4 separate regions of the Gossypium hirsutum genome follow, and regions 1, 3 and 4 are each linked to region 2. A link is a contact called in public Hi-C data. All regions are on one chromosome and are shown on one strand. The core of a region is the stretch at or near the end of the contact, and the rest is flanking DNA. Distances in the headings are between cores, read along the strand shown. Region 1 has its middle 19 kb from the start of LOC107899539. Region 2 holds the start of LOC107899542 (omega-3 fatty acid desaturase, chloroplastic-like). Region 3 holds the start of LOC107903455 (PHD finger protein ALFIN-LIKE 1). Region 4 holds the start of LOC107899538 (protein MET1, chloroplastic).

Evidence for each region. Hi-C and Micro-C count contacts between places; a contact is called where the count stands out from the background.
Region 1: a contact with region 2 is called in a Hi-C map of leaf, with 2.3 times the contacts expected there. The contact joins the enhancer-like site here to the promoter of LOC107899542 in region 2. A contact is called at or near these places in 11 of 34 Hi-C or Micro-C datasets (anther, fibers, hypocotyl and 2 more).
Region 3: a contact with region 2 is called in a Hi-C map of leaf, with 1.8 times the contacts expected there. The contact joins the promoter of LOC107903455 here to the promoter of LOC107899542 in region 2. A contact is called at or near these places in 5 of 34 Hi-C or Micro-C datasets (callus, hypocotyl and leaf).
Region 4: a Hi-C map of leaf shows a contact between it and region 2, with 2.2 times the contacts expected there. The contact joins the promoter of LOC107899538 here to the promoter of LOC107899542 in region 2. A contact is called at or near these places in 5 of 34 Hi-C or Micro-C datasets (hypocotyl, leaf, petal and 1 more).

Annotation. Positions count from the first base shown.
Region 1 is chrD04:48,410,567-48,414,058 of Gossypium_hirsutum_v2.1, reverse strand. No RefSeq gene overlaps it. Among protein-coding and RNA genes, the nearest start is that of LOC107899539, 19 kb to the right of the region's middle. Within about 2 kb of position 1,693, at least 2 of the 9 cell types and tissues checked have an H3K27ac peak or open chromatin away from gene starts, as enhancers often do. A contact at or near this core is called in hypocotyl and leaf, where this site is marked.
Region 2 is chrD04:48,551,028-48,554,527 of Gossypium_hirsutum_v2.1, reverse strand. It overlaps LOC107899542 (omega-3 fatty acid desaturase, chloroplastic-like), which reads left to right and starts at 2,001. Exons shown (of 8, transcript NM_001326876.1): 1 at 2,001-2,506; 2 at 2,616-2,705; 3 at 2,800-2,866; 4 at 2,969-3,061; 5 at 3,143-3,328; 6 at 3,412-3,492. The coding sequence starts at 2,001.
Region 3 is chrD04:48,383,044-48,386,485 of Gossypium_hirsutum_v2.1, reverse strand. LOC107903455 (PHD finger protein ALFIN-LIKE 1) reads right to left here and starts at 1,587. Exons shown (of 5, transcript XM_016829503.2): 1 at 1,329-1,587; 2 at 1,228-1,260; 3 at 820-1,042; 4 at 297-417; 5 at 1-118. The coding sequence starts at 1,413.
Region 4 is chrD04:48,346,539-48,349,683 of Gossypium_hirsutum_v2.1, reverse strand. It overlaps LOC107899538 (protein MET1, chloroplastic), which reads left to right and starts at 1,539. Exons shown (of 7, transcript XM_016825285.2): 1 at 1,539-3,145.

The DNA of each region.
Region 1 (3,492 bases), core at 444-2,943, 140 kb after region 2:
AATGATGTATGCCCAAGCATATCGTTCTCTTTGGGCTTCAGTTGAATCCTCAACTAGCTCTGCAAATTTTTTTTGTATCCAAGGCATTTAATCCGACCTCAGTAAATCGTCTCTAGAATCGCACCCAAAAGATCTAAACATACGGCTCCTCAATCAGCAGACTGAATAGACCCGGTGACTACTAACTCGTCCACGGATAACCCCAACTATAAATGTACGTCCTCTAGAGTGATAGTACACTTGCCGCATGAAAGATAGAATGTGTGTGTCTCGGGTCTCTACCTCTCCACCAACGCGCTTATAAGTTTCGGGTCCAACTTACACCCCCGGCTACAAAGGCTACGTACCAAAAATCGACTTCCCTCAATTATGTTTTGATCAATGGTGATGGAGGACCGGGTAGATTACGAATATGACATTGTAAAATTCAATCTTCCGCCTATTTACGTAAAAATTATAAAAAATATTAAGTTAAAATATAACAATGAAATAAAAAATTAAACAATATTAAAATTTATTAAAATTTATTCTTACCATTTGCATTTGGTTGACGGAGATGTGCTTGTTATCAAGATGGATTAGAGACCCGACCATTGCTAAATTATATTAAATGCAAACAAATTTTTAATAAAAATTTATTTATTAAAAATATTAATAAATAATAATAAATAGAATTTAGATAAACATAGAATTTAGGGAAAAATTTAAGAGAGATTTTGAGAGATTTTTTAGAGTTCATTGAGAAATTTGAAAGATTTTTTAAGAGAGAATTAAAAGAGAATTGTAAGGAATGTGAGTGAGAAGAAGGTGTTGGGGGGCAACGGCTATTTAAAATAGCAGTTGAAAGTGACCGTTGGGGGGGAACGCGTTGACCTGGACGCGTTTTATTGGTCAGGAGGGAAAAAAGTGTTGAGTTGGACGCGTTTTTCTGATTTTCCCTTGAAAATGTCACTAGCTCGGCGCGTTTTTGTATTTTCAGCTCATTTTCATTATTTTAAATAAAAGTGGCCCATTTCTGTAATTTTTTTTTAAAAATGGGCATTTTCTGGTATATTAGTCATAAACATTGGTAGTATTCTTTTCTTAAGGTTCTAACTTGGCATGCTGACTAAACTGTTTTCATATGATGAGGCATGTAGTTAACAGAAAACAAACATGTTAAATTGACAATTTATTTATGAAAGATATTAATAATGTTATGATTGGATTATGATTTTTAAATCGTAAAAATAAAAAGATCTAATTTTGAAAATTAAAATATAGAGATTGAATCTCAAATTTTAATGAAGTATAGAGACCGACAACAGATTTTGACCCAAAAAAATATTTTTATTTTGATCTTTTAATCATATTTTTAGAAAAAAAATTCATTACCTAATTGTTACCGAAAATTTTAAAATTAAAATTATGTAATATGATTTGAATATAAATGTTTAAAGTGTGCATATATATAGGTATGCATGTGGTGGGGAAGCTATTGGTTTTTATTTTATATATTTAATTATTAAAAATGAGAAATATAGAGCAATTTGAAAAATAAAGTATAATGAGGAAATTTCATGAACACAGATGGTTGGTCAAAACTCAAAAGAGAATATAAAGTTAATTCAAATGGGTCAAGTTTAATGCATGAAATAAAGCTTTTCTTATATATGGAAAGTCCACTTGGGGATATGGTAATGGGATTCAACACCACCACCCATGCCCAATAAATTCAAATTATAGACTTCTTTTTCGTCCTTTTGGGCCATTTGCCCTCAACTAAACCAAATCAACCCAACTTTTCATCATCATCACATCATTTTTTCTCTTTCATGATTGTCAAACTTTATTAAATCTTGAATTGATGTAAAATCAACTAAACTGATTGAATTAGATAAAAAATGTCAAAAACTATGTGAATTGGACTTAAAAAGCTAATTTTATTTTTGCTATATATGCTATACATTAAGTCCTTAATTGAGTTGGTGTGACGAGTCAACTAAGTATCAACTTATGTAGGTAATAGCTAAAATATCATTATTTTATAAAGTATATTATATTGTTTTGGGGAGTGTTTTTTATTTACATTTTATAGAAAAATATGCGCACATAATAGGATTTAAACCTAAAACACTATAATTTTTAACATTTTTTCTTAACCATTTCAAACAAAATCTTATTTTTTATAAATATATTTTTTAGTATAATTTTATTTTTCACCCACATCGTGCTATAAATTGAAAATAAAAATCTTTTTAAAAATCTTATTTTGTAATAGTTGAACTAGTGATTTAATAAGTTGAAAAGAAAATCAATAGTGAATCTATGGTTTACAATATAGTCCTTGAATGAAGTTTACTTGCAATTTTATCTGCTCCAGAATTCTTAAACTGAGCTTCCTTATGTCAGTTTGCTTCATCAAAATGGTTGATGCACTTCTATTTAAGATGGTCGAGGAGAATATCTGTCAAACAAAACAAAGGTGTGTATAGTAAAACAAAAAATAAATGCTCGAGTGAAGAAGTGGAAGGTGGTAAAACGATTGTTAGGAAACATAGTTACCCTGGGTCCGAAAATATATATATCTATAATTTAACCCATTTACCATCCCTAAATTTTTTATTTTGATTGTAATATAATAATTATAAATGATGCTGATGCAAGTGTTACGAGATTAGAACTTAAGTTTCGTAAATTATGTAACTTCAAACGATTTTTTTATTTTAAATTTGTTTAAATTAATTTTACTCTCGAAAGATGAGAATTTATAAATAAAAAAATTACGGCATTGAAATAAAACGTAAACAAACATAAAAGATAAAGAAATACAAATCAAACAGAAAAGTTACAAGAAAGTAATGCAAATAAAGTATTTGAATAAATACTCTCAAATATATTCAATAACTGTAAATAGAAGGATTACAAATGAAAGGAAATTTTTTTATTTATACTTGAACTCCTCCAGATCTAATGATATAGTTTAAAGTACATCCACGGTCGGAATCAAAGCTAATCTACAAATTGAGATTCTTAAAGAAATTTTTCAAGATCTCCTAAGATTACTTTACATATTTCTCCTATAACTCTAATTTTATTTGAGTGTTTCATTGAACCACCAAAACTTTAAATAAATGAACTTCTTTACATATTCTACGAATCAAATCAATTCAAATCAATTAAATAAATTATATTTAATCAATTAATCTCCATATGACATTACATGTATAATGATCACAAACTTTAATCTATGATGTGTGATACAAGACATGAGTTGACATATTCAAAATACCCATTTCATAGAGATTGAAAATTTGAAATAGTCGTCTCCCAATATTTCAATGTACCCTTTCAGTTTCCTTTCAAAAATTAAAGCAAAGAAAAAAGAAGGGAAAAACCTAGTCAAATCCCGACCCAAAAGCTGTCCCATTTTGTCTTGGATGTCGTAAGTTTGTTTAAATTAATTTTAACGTGGTTATTAAAAATAATGAGACCAAGATAATGATGAGATCG
Region 2 (3,500 bases), core at 752-3,251:
AATGAATCATAAATTTCATCACGTGGGAGGGAGTTCCCAGTCCGTGGGTTTTTCATCATTTTGTTTTCGGGGAACCGACCTTAAGAAGCTCGTGTTGAAAACCCTCCGTCCATGAATAACTGATGAAGGGAGCAGGAAATCCACTGCTACAACCGCCTACCTTTGGAAATATCAAATCTTACAACTCTTGGATTTTATATTATAAAAAAATAAAAATCGAGTTTTCAGTTGGATATGTTGGGTTTTTCATTAAAATTCTCAAATTTCTGTCAATATATTTATTAAGATTTTCTTTCTATTTTTTTTAGGTTTTAACTATAATTTCTACCGTATATTTATATTATTATCCAGGGATTTAAATAGCGGTCCATTACTGAAATAGCGGCCGTTATATAGCGGTAGCGGCATCGTCTTAAACCGCTACTGCTGAAACCCGCTATACCCGCAATACACAATAAGTAGTGTAAAATTCACGACCGCGATACCCGCAATGACCACAATAGCATCCGTTATGTCCGCAACCGCGATAAACGCAATGCGACCGAAAACGCGACTGCGATCGCAATTTAAATCCCTGTTATTATCTATGCTTTTGATTAAGTTAATTGGCTATTACTTTAAGTTCTTTTACAATACATTGAAAAGTTAAATCAATATTAATGGTTTAATTTTATATAAAAAATAAAAAATGATAAGTAAATAAATATTTTTTTAATAAATTAAGTAGATAAGTAATTCCTTACCACTTAAAATGGAGAAAATTTTCAATCTATTTATTTCTATCAACATTGTATTATCATTTACAATATTAAAGTTTTTTTTGGTTTAAAAATTGACTTCGTGAAATGTTAAAAAAAATGAAGGACTAAAATGCAAAATAAAAAAATATAAATTAAAATGTCAAATAACATCTAAAATAATTGAGATATAACCAAAAACAAAATGTTATTATAAAAATGGAGCGCATTACCCTCTTGTTTATGGATTGTGCAAGAATTATATATAATTTTAGATATTGTGTCAAAAAGAAAAGTTATAAGTAGAATCTATAATAAAATTGTTAAAAAAAACTCAATAATATTTTTACCTTAAAAAAAATTCTTTAATATTATCATTGCTTTTATTAATTTTTTTAAAAATTTATATTACATTATTTTATTTCACTCACATAATAAATACATCATGAGATTACAATATTTTAAGTTTATAATAAACGCATTTAATTTGATTTTGGTAAATTTTAATATAAAATAAAATATCACATAAAATTTTTTAGATCAAAAGATTCAAAATAAGATAAAAGAAAATATTTCAAATAGATTGAGTCTTAATTTTATTGATTGGATTGACTATTATAATAATTGAAAGTAGATGAATTTAAACATATTTAAATATATTTTTATGTAAAAATTGAAGAATAATTATGAATAAAAATATTTATAGTATAAAAAATGATTTAAAATTGAATTTAAAATCAAATAATAAAATATTTAAAAGAAAAAAAAGGGGGAAGTGAGATTGGAAGGAGAAGAAAACGCCCGCCCTACCGGTTGCGCCAGTAATAGCGGCTGCCTTATCCCTTGAAAAAGTGAAATACACGCTCCAATGACAGGGACTGGAAATCGAGTTGAGAGTACTCGGTAACTTTATTCCATACATACCTCCCATTATATATTGAAAAAAAAAATGTCTCTGACTCTGAACAGCCTCTCCGCAGCCCGGCAACCTTAAATATAAAATCCCCCTCCTCCCTTCTTCGTTTAGCCGCGATCCTCTCAGTGTTTGCCCATCTCTCTTTCTTTCTCACTATAGCATCCTTCTATCTCACCCCTTTTTATTTTCTGTTATTCTGTGAGGAGGAACAGCATTAAAAAGGCAGGATCTTTGACGTTGTCGTGTAACCAAAGATTTTTACTTGTACTTACATATTTTTTCCCTTTATTTTATTCTTTTCTGAAAGCAAACCGGTGGTTGAGTTTTTCTTTTTATCAGAGTCTTCAATGGCGGGTTTCGTTATATCTGGTTTAAAGCCTCTTCCTTGTATCTACGATAGACCCGCCGCTGGTGTTATCTCGACGAGTTCTTCAAAATCCAGATTTTTAACCAAAAACAAGAATTTCCCAGGTCTAAAAACGTTAAATCCAATCAAATCCAGGAACTGGGGTCTAAACGTGAGTGCCCCATTTAGAGTTGCATCCGTTGAAGAAGATGAGGGAAGGAAAGAGAGAAACCATGGTATTAATGGATTTGAGGAACAAGAACAAGAGGCAGGGTTCGACCCTGGGGCGCCTCCGCCGTTTAAGCTGGCTGATATAAGAGCGGCCATACCGAAGCATTGTTGGGTGAAGGATCCATGGAAATCTATGAGCTACGTGGTGAGGGATGTCGCTGTGGTGTTAGGCCTTGCGGCTGCTGCGGTCTATGTTAACAACTGGATTGTTTGGCCTCTTTACTGGGCTGCACAAGGAACCATGTTTTGGGCTCTTTTTGTTCTTGGTCATGACTGGTAAACTTTTTTTTTTTTTTGAATTGCATTTGCGAGTTGCAACCTCCTCTGTTATTAGATCTGACTGTCTTAATATGTTTCATGGATTTTGTTTCATTTCATTGTGCAGCGGCCATGGTAGCTTTTCAAACGATCCCAAGTTAAACAGTGTAGTGGGGCATCTCTTGCATTCTTCCATTCTTGTGCCTTACCATGGATGGTATGCCTAGTATTTTTTGAAAGGTTCATCTCTTCCCCATTTGTATATGAAAAGTTTAAATTGAATTCATTTCCATTATGATTGAACTTTACAGGAGAATTAGCCACAGGACTCACCATCAAAACCATGGTCATGTTGAGAATGATGAATCATGGCACCCGGTGAGTTAATTTCTCTCATCTTCTTTCTTTTCCCTTATATTGAGAATGATGAATCATGGCCTTTGGTCTAAATTGTAAACACTTTTGTCAATTCAATTGCAGTTGTCTGAGAAGATATACAGGAGTTTAGATACTCTAACACGAACATTGCGGTTCATATTGCCTTTTCCCATGCTTGCATTCCCTTTCTACCTTGTAAGTGTTTTCGTTGTTATTAAATTTTTGATGATTCCTATATGTTGAGAAATTAATGGTTGATTTCACTTTAAATTGCAGTGGAACAGAAGTCCAGGAAAGAGTGGTTCGCACTTCGACCCCAGCAGTGATTTGTTTGTCCCGACTGAAAGAAAAGATGTGATTACTTCCACTCTATCTTGGACAGCCATGGCTGCTATTCTTGTTGGCTTGGGTTTCACAATGGGTCCTATGCAGTTGCTTAAGCTATATGGCATTCCATATTGGGTAGGTTTCAAGTTTCTTCTTTCAAGGAAACGATATCGGGAAGTAGAAAATATGATTTGACTCGTCTTTGGTTTGATGTTTAGATTTTCGTGATGTGGCTGGATGGGGTTACATACTTGCATCACCATGGTCATGAAGAGAAGCTTCCTTGGTACCGTGGGAAGGTATATGA
Region 3 (3,442 bases), core at 338-2,837, 170 kb after region 2:
CCGCATTGAAATTTCCACCGCAGCTACCGCATAGTGTTTCTCCGTGTTCATCTTCATTATCCTCGTAATCCGCATCAGCAATCTTAGGATTGCTTTTCACTTGTCCATCACTCGATCTCTAGAAAATGAAGAACACAGTTGGAAACAGAAAATACTAAATGATCAAGCACCCTGCATCACAAGAAAATCTTTCTTTCTTGTAGGGAATATTAGGCTTGCTATCATGCTATCCATGCCTCAATTAATCCAAAATTTGCACTAATCAGGCCCGAAAGAAAGTTTTTTCAGTGATTAACCTTAGTGCTGCCCTGAGATTTGCTCCCACTCTCTATACTTGGTTTATCTTTAACAGGTTTCCTTTCAGTTACAACCTCAAAGACTGTAGGCAGATCGTTCATCATACTAAATAGACGTTTCCTGTAAAGCGAAATCATAATGAACAAATATAATTTGTATATTCTATAAACAGGAAGCTTATGAAACATTAGGCACGAGACTTATGCATGTATATATCAAGTAACAAGAAACTACTTGTGCAATTGCTTTCCAGTCTTGCATAATCTAAAAACTGGGTTGAGACCCTCTCCATTACTTTTTCAATACACTAATCATCATTCATATGTGTAGGACCTATCATACTTATGAATAGCTATTAAACTTGTATTGCATAATGGTTATTAGAGCTTAAACCCTGAAACCTGGGAACCATCATTACACAAACACCGGATTTGAAGTGGGAAAAAGGGAAAGAATCCCTCCTTGATAGATTTCTACCAAAATTGAGAACAAAATAAAACTCAGAAACGAAGTTAGTAGTACCTTTCATTACGGTTAAGACGAGCAGCAAGGTAGAAAGCGAGGGAAATCAACCAGGAATCACTATGGACAGCAACCAAGGACAACCAATCTTTACGGTTCATTCCATCTCTAGCGAAATTGATACCAAGGGCGGGCTCAGGAAGCTCTGCTGGAACTTCTTCTGCTGGCAGACTAACTTCCCAGCTTTCATTCGGATGCCCATAAAGGCATAAATTCTCTCTATCTATAACCCAAACAAAAAAGCTTTTGTAAATCAAACAACTTGAATCTCCAGTAACTTCATTGCTATTATTATTACAATTTGATGTATCCAGAAATTCTTTCTATATATGAGTAACGTGAATTAAAGAGGAAATTGAGAAAAATGGACATGCAAAGACAAAACAAGTTGATGAGATCTGGAAATACCTGGACCACAGAGTCCATAAAAGTGATCTACATCTGAGAGAAGAAAAGAAGGGTAACGTTAAAGAGATACAAAGAGAGAGGGAAAAACAGGAAAGGATTACCCAAAGTTAAAGCACGAAGGATGGCGGTTCTTCGAGCAGTGTAATCTTTGAAGATTTCCTCAACGGTTCGAGCAGAGGAAGCCATGGATTGGAATTAATGGCCTAATAAATTTCTTTTTCTCTATGTTATACAAATGGCAAGCAATATGCCATTGGTACTCTTTTCTTTGAATATAGATTCCGTTAGTATTTAGATGAGTAGGTTAGCTGGGGGTCACCATAATTTGCTACTGCCACTCTTTCTTTCACGTGTTGGAGCTCCTTATTGGCTCCTCATAACAACCTCTAAATATATATATCAAAGAAATATATGATTATATCATATGCTTTTTCTATTTAAATCTTTGTTGTGTAATAAATATGATGATTTGAATGGAGGGATATACAATTCTTTTTAAATATAAATGGTGAGTGCAATCCAATTTATAATTATATTTGGGTTATTTTCAATAAAAGTCTCTAAATCATATGTTAACTTTTAAATTGATCTTCAACTTCAAAGCTTTTCAATTAAATCTTCAAATTAATATCTCATTTCAGTCAACTCATTTTATCAATCAAGTCATCCGTTTTGGTGTCAAATGCCTTGAATTTGACATGGTTTGTTTCTAACCATGTATAGTATTTTAAGTACTTCTTACCTAAGCCGGCAATTGCCGCTAAAGTTGATAGTTAGATTGAAAAATATTTGTTTGGAACTATACTTTAGTTTAAAATTTCAATGCTTAATATAATGAAAAACCGTTATAAGTAATTTAATAATCAATTGAGCCTACAAGTGAGCCCATCATAGAAAAAACAAGTAATCAATTAAGTCCTCAAATTATACACTTCCGTGAAAGCCCTAATGCTATTAACTTTGTGTTGATGTGATGGATAATATGATAAGTTGATGACATGAAAGTTGGCGCCACTTAACAATTTTGAGTTGACACATTCTAATTTTATAAATTAACTTTTCAAATGTTGCAGTTGGTAATGCCTTGAAGAATAAATCTGTCAAATATTATTATAGTGAATTTATCAACTTCTATATCACCTTTCTTTTAATATTTTGAGTGAATGATAATTTTGGTGAAATATGTGTCGTTTTGTCTCGTTTGATGTATCCTCCTTCATTAAGCTATATATGTTGCATTATCTTCAAATAATATAGTTGACATCCTTTTTTTGTAGAGGTAAATTACATATCTTCTAGATATATTAAATCAAAAGTCATGGCCAAACACATTCTTGGTCTGCCGTATGCATTGCAATTAATTTTACATGATTTGAAGAGACAATAACTAATATTTGTTTTATTGAATGTCATGATATGATTATACCGTCACATGTAAATAAATATCCCATTTGATATCAATCTCTATGCTAATATGATAAACATCCAACATCTATAAAGCCAACTTATTGAGACTTTGAATCATTTGAATAAAACAAGCCTATACCAATTGTCCTATGAGATATTTAAATATATCCTTAATTCCATTCTAATGCTTGTGTATTAGAGAAAAGATAAACATACAAACTTACAACAAATGTTGTATCAAATTGTGTGTTGTTTGCAAGATACATTTATGCCCTTTTAGCACCAAGATATGATACTTTAAGACCAAGTAGCTCTTCGGTATTTTCATAAGGATGAAAGGAGTCTTTACTTAGATCTAGTGATCTTACAACTATTTGAGTATTTAATGTGCTTTATCCATATAGAATTTCTTTAAAATCTTTGCAAAAAATATTTAAGTTCATACATCTATTGATCTTTCCTGTACAAAACTTTGTTTTTCCAAGATATTTCATCTCAAATTCTTTCTTTAAACAATTTATTGCATTTTAGTGTTAGGATTTAGTACCCTAAGTGTAGTTTTTTCGTCATTTATACTAGTATTTTTCGAACAAATTGGTTTAAATAAAATTCCATTATTCATATTAATATTGTTTGTATTTGTACTCAACATTTTTTACACGTAAAGAAAAATGTAAGCAAATATTGACTCATTGATTGCCTAGTGTTTAACTAATGCTAAGTTGCATTACGTGGATAAATCATAATACGAAAAGACAACTTGTATTGGTAAGTAATCTAAAAGATTCATAGTCTGATAATCAAAATT
Region 4 (3,145 bases), core at 290-2,789, 200 kb after region 2:
TGCAATTGATACACACTGATCTGGCTGGACCTCACAACATCCCATCTCTCAATGGAAGTAGGTTTTTTTTATCTTTATTGATGACTACTCTTGAATGTGTTTGATCTATTTTCTTAAATTCAAGTCAGAATTTGCTGGTGTATTTTTGCAATTCAAGCAATGGATTGAAACACAAAGTGGACACAAAATTCAAGCTTTGAGATTTGATAATGGCAAGGAGTATACCTCTAATCAATTTAATATTTTCTGCGATGAAACGGGGATTGAATATCAAGTCGTTGCTCCAAACACTCCACAACAAAATGGAGTCAGCGAGAGAAAGAATTGTACCATAATAAAGATGGCTAGATGTTTGATGTCTGAGAAGAATTTCCAAGGGAATATTGGGTAGAAGTGGCGTACACTGTAATTTTCTTTCTCAATAGGCTTCCTACAAAGCTGTTGCAAGAATAACTCTATATGAAGTCTAGTATGGTTTTAAAACTTCTCTGAAAAATCTCAAAGTATTCAGATGCTTGTGCTTTGTTTATGTTCCTCAGATCAAAATGGATAAATTAGCTAAAAAGGTGAAAGTAGGGATCTTTGTTGGCTACAATAGAATCTCAAAAGCTTACAAAATTTTCCAACCAAACACTAAGAAAGTTTTGTTAAGCAGAGATGTTCATTTCAAGAAGAATGATGAGTAGAATTGGGTAGGAAAACAAGTAGCTATGGTACCTAACCAAGTTTCAGAATTGCAACTCAAGGAAGATGAGTTGGTTGATGATATGCCCGTTAGAGGTATAAGGTCACTTTTTGATATTTACCAAAGATGCAATGTGGTTGTACTCGAACCAATATATTACTAGGTGGTTGAGAAGGATCCAAAATGGATTACAACACTGAAGGAGGAGCTTATGATGATCGTATAAAATAAAATATGGAAGTTCGTAAAAATATCTATAGATAGAAAAGTGATTGGAGTGAACTGTGTATTTAGAACCAAGCTGAATCTTGATGTCTCAATCAACAAGCATAAAGCTAAGCTTTTTGTAAAAGGGTATGCTCAGATTTTTTGTGTTGATTTTCTAATAGTTTTGCTCCTGTAGCTGCACAAAAGGGCTGAAAAGGCTATCAACTTGATGTTAAAGCAACATTCTTGAATGGCTTCTTGGAGAAAGAGATTTATGTTGAGCAACCTGATGGTTTTGTTGTGAAAGGGCAAGAAGATGATGTGTACTTGTTCAAGAAAGCCTTGTATGGCCTGAAACAGGTGCCAAGAGTGTGGTACAACAGAATTGATAAACACTTAATGCAATTGGATTTCAAAAGAAGTCTCAATGAAGTTACCCTTTACATAAAAGGTAATGAAATCAATTTTATTATTGTTTCCTTATATGTGTATGATTTGTTGGTCACAAAAAGTAATAAAGAACTTGTAAGAAAGTTCAAAGAAGATATGGATCAAACTTTCGAGATGACGGATTTGGGAGAAATGACTTACATTCTAGGAATGGAAATAAAGCAGAAAAATGAAGAAGTGTTCATTGGTTAGAAGAAGTATGCTAAGGAAATTCTGAAAAAATCCAGAATGGATGGATGCAAGAGTGTAGATACTCCAATGTGTTAAAAGGAGAAGTTGAGCAAAGAAGATGAAGCTGAAAAAGTCGATGAAACCTTCTACAGAAGTTTAGTTGATTGCCTGATGTATCTAACGAATACAAGACTTCATATCTTACATTCTATAAGTCTATTATCCAGATTTATGAATTGTGCAATTGAAACACATCTTACAATTGCTAAAAGAGTCCTTAGATATGTGAGAGGAACATTGGATTATGGAACCAGATTTTGTGCAAATCAAGATAGTGATTAGGGAGGTTCACTTGATAATATGAAAAGCACTTCAGGTTACTGTTTCAAGTTTGATTCGGGTGTTCTCATGGTGCTGCAAAAAGCATAATACGGTGTCACAATCTACAACAGAAGCTGAATTTATTACAGCTAGTTGCTATCAATCAAGCTTTGTGGTTAAGAAAAGTTTTAGTGGATTTGAATCTGAAACAAGAAGGATGCATAGAAGTGTTCGTTGATAATCAAGCTTCAATTTCTATCTCTAACAATCTTGTTTTTCATCGGAAAACGAGACACTTCAATATCAAATTATTTTCTCTTAGAGAAGTGCAGAAGGAAGGTTTAGTTGGTTTAAAGTACTGCAAATTTGAATTTCAACTAGTTGATATATTTACAAAACCCTTGCCAAGAAACAAGTTTGAGAAACTTGAAGTTTGCAGCAACCAAAGCAAGGAGGAGTGTTGAAGTTGTGCTTCAACTGCTGCAAGATTTGGTCAAAACAAATTTTACTGTTTTTTATTTAAGTTTGTTGATCATGAAATCCGGTAGTGTCTTGATTCTAGGGTGTGGTTATTATTTTTTGCATGTATTTAAACAACACTTCCCCTCAATAAAAAAAATTAACTTTACCAACAAGTATTTCTATTTTTTCTTCTGCTAATATTTATTTTTGTTTTTTTTAATTTACAGGAAAATTTATTCCAACAATAATGTACTGAGATCAAGAAATAGAGTAGCTGACTGGGTGGTAAAGAGAACTAAGTTAGGCTCTTATCCCCTTTTTGGAATTTCTCTATTCCTGATTATCTCAAAATCCTCTTGTAATTCTCTGTTATGAATGAAATTATTATCTTTTGTTCAATAGCTGTGTAGACCATTGAGTGATATAAGTGGAGGAGAGAGATATTTTTCTTGTCCCTTCTTTTAAGGTCTCCCCGTCTTTGGGTGATGCACTGCGCTGATTTCTTTTTCATATATATATATATTGTTTTTCAGCTGAGAACATAGGTGGCTGCATTAAAGTAGGTAAGTTTTACTGTGGCAATTATTTCAGGAACCATATAAAACCCCTCTCTTTCGCTCTGCCAATTCTTGGAAAGGAGAATTCATAAACTCTCACACTGCCCCCCTGCTATATTTCTTCTTTGGCTTTTCCTTTTTTTCGACCTGATACAATACTTCTATAAAAGTCTGTTCTTTTTCCATTCTTGAATGTGGGAGTTTCTTTCTCTTTGGTTTGGATAGTGAAATATACTGTAAATCTCTTTCCTTTTTTATACGTATGGGAAGAAATTGCTGGATCTGGGAGTGC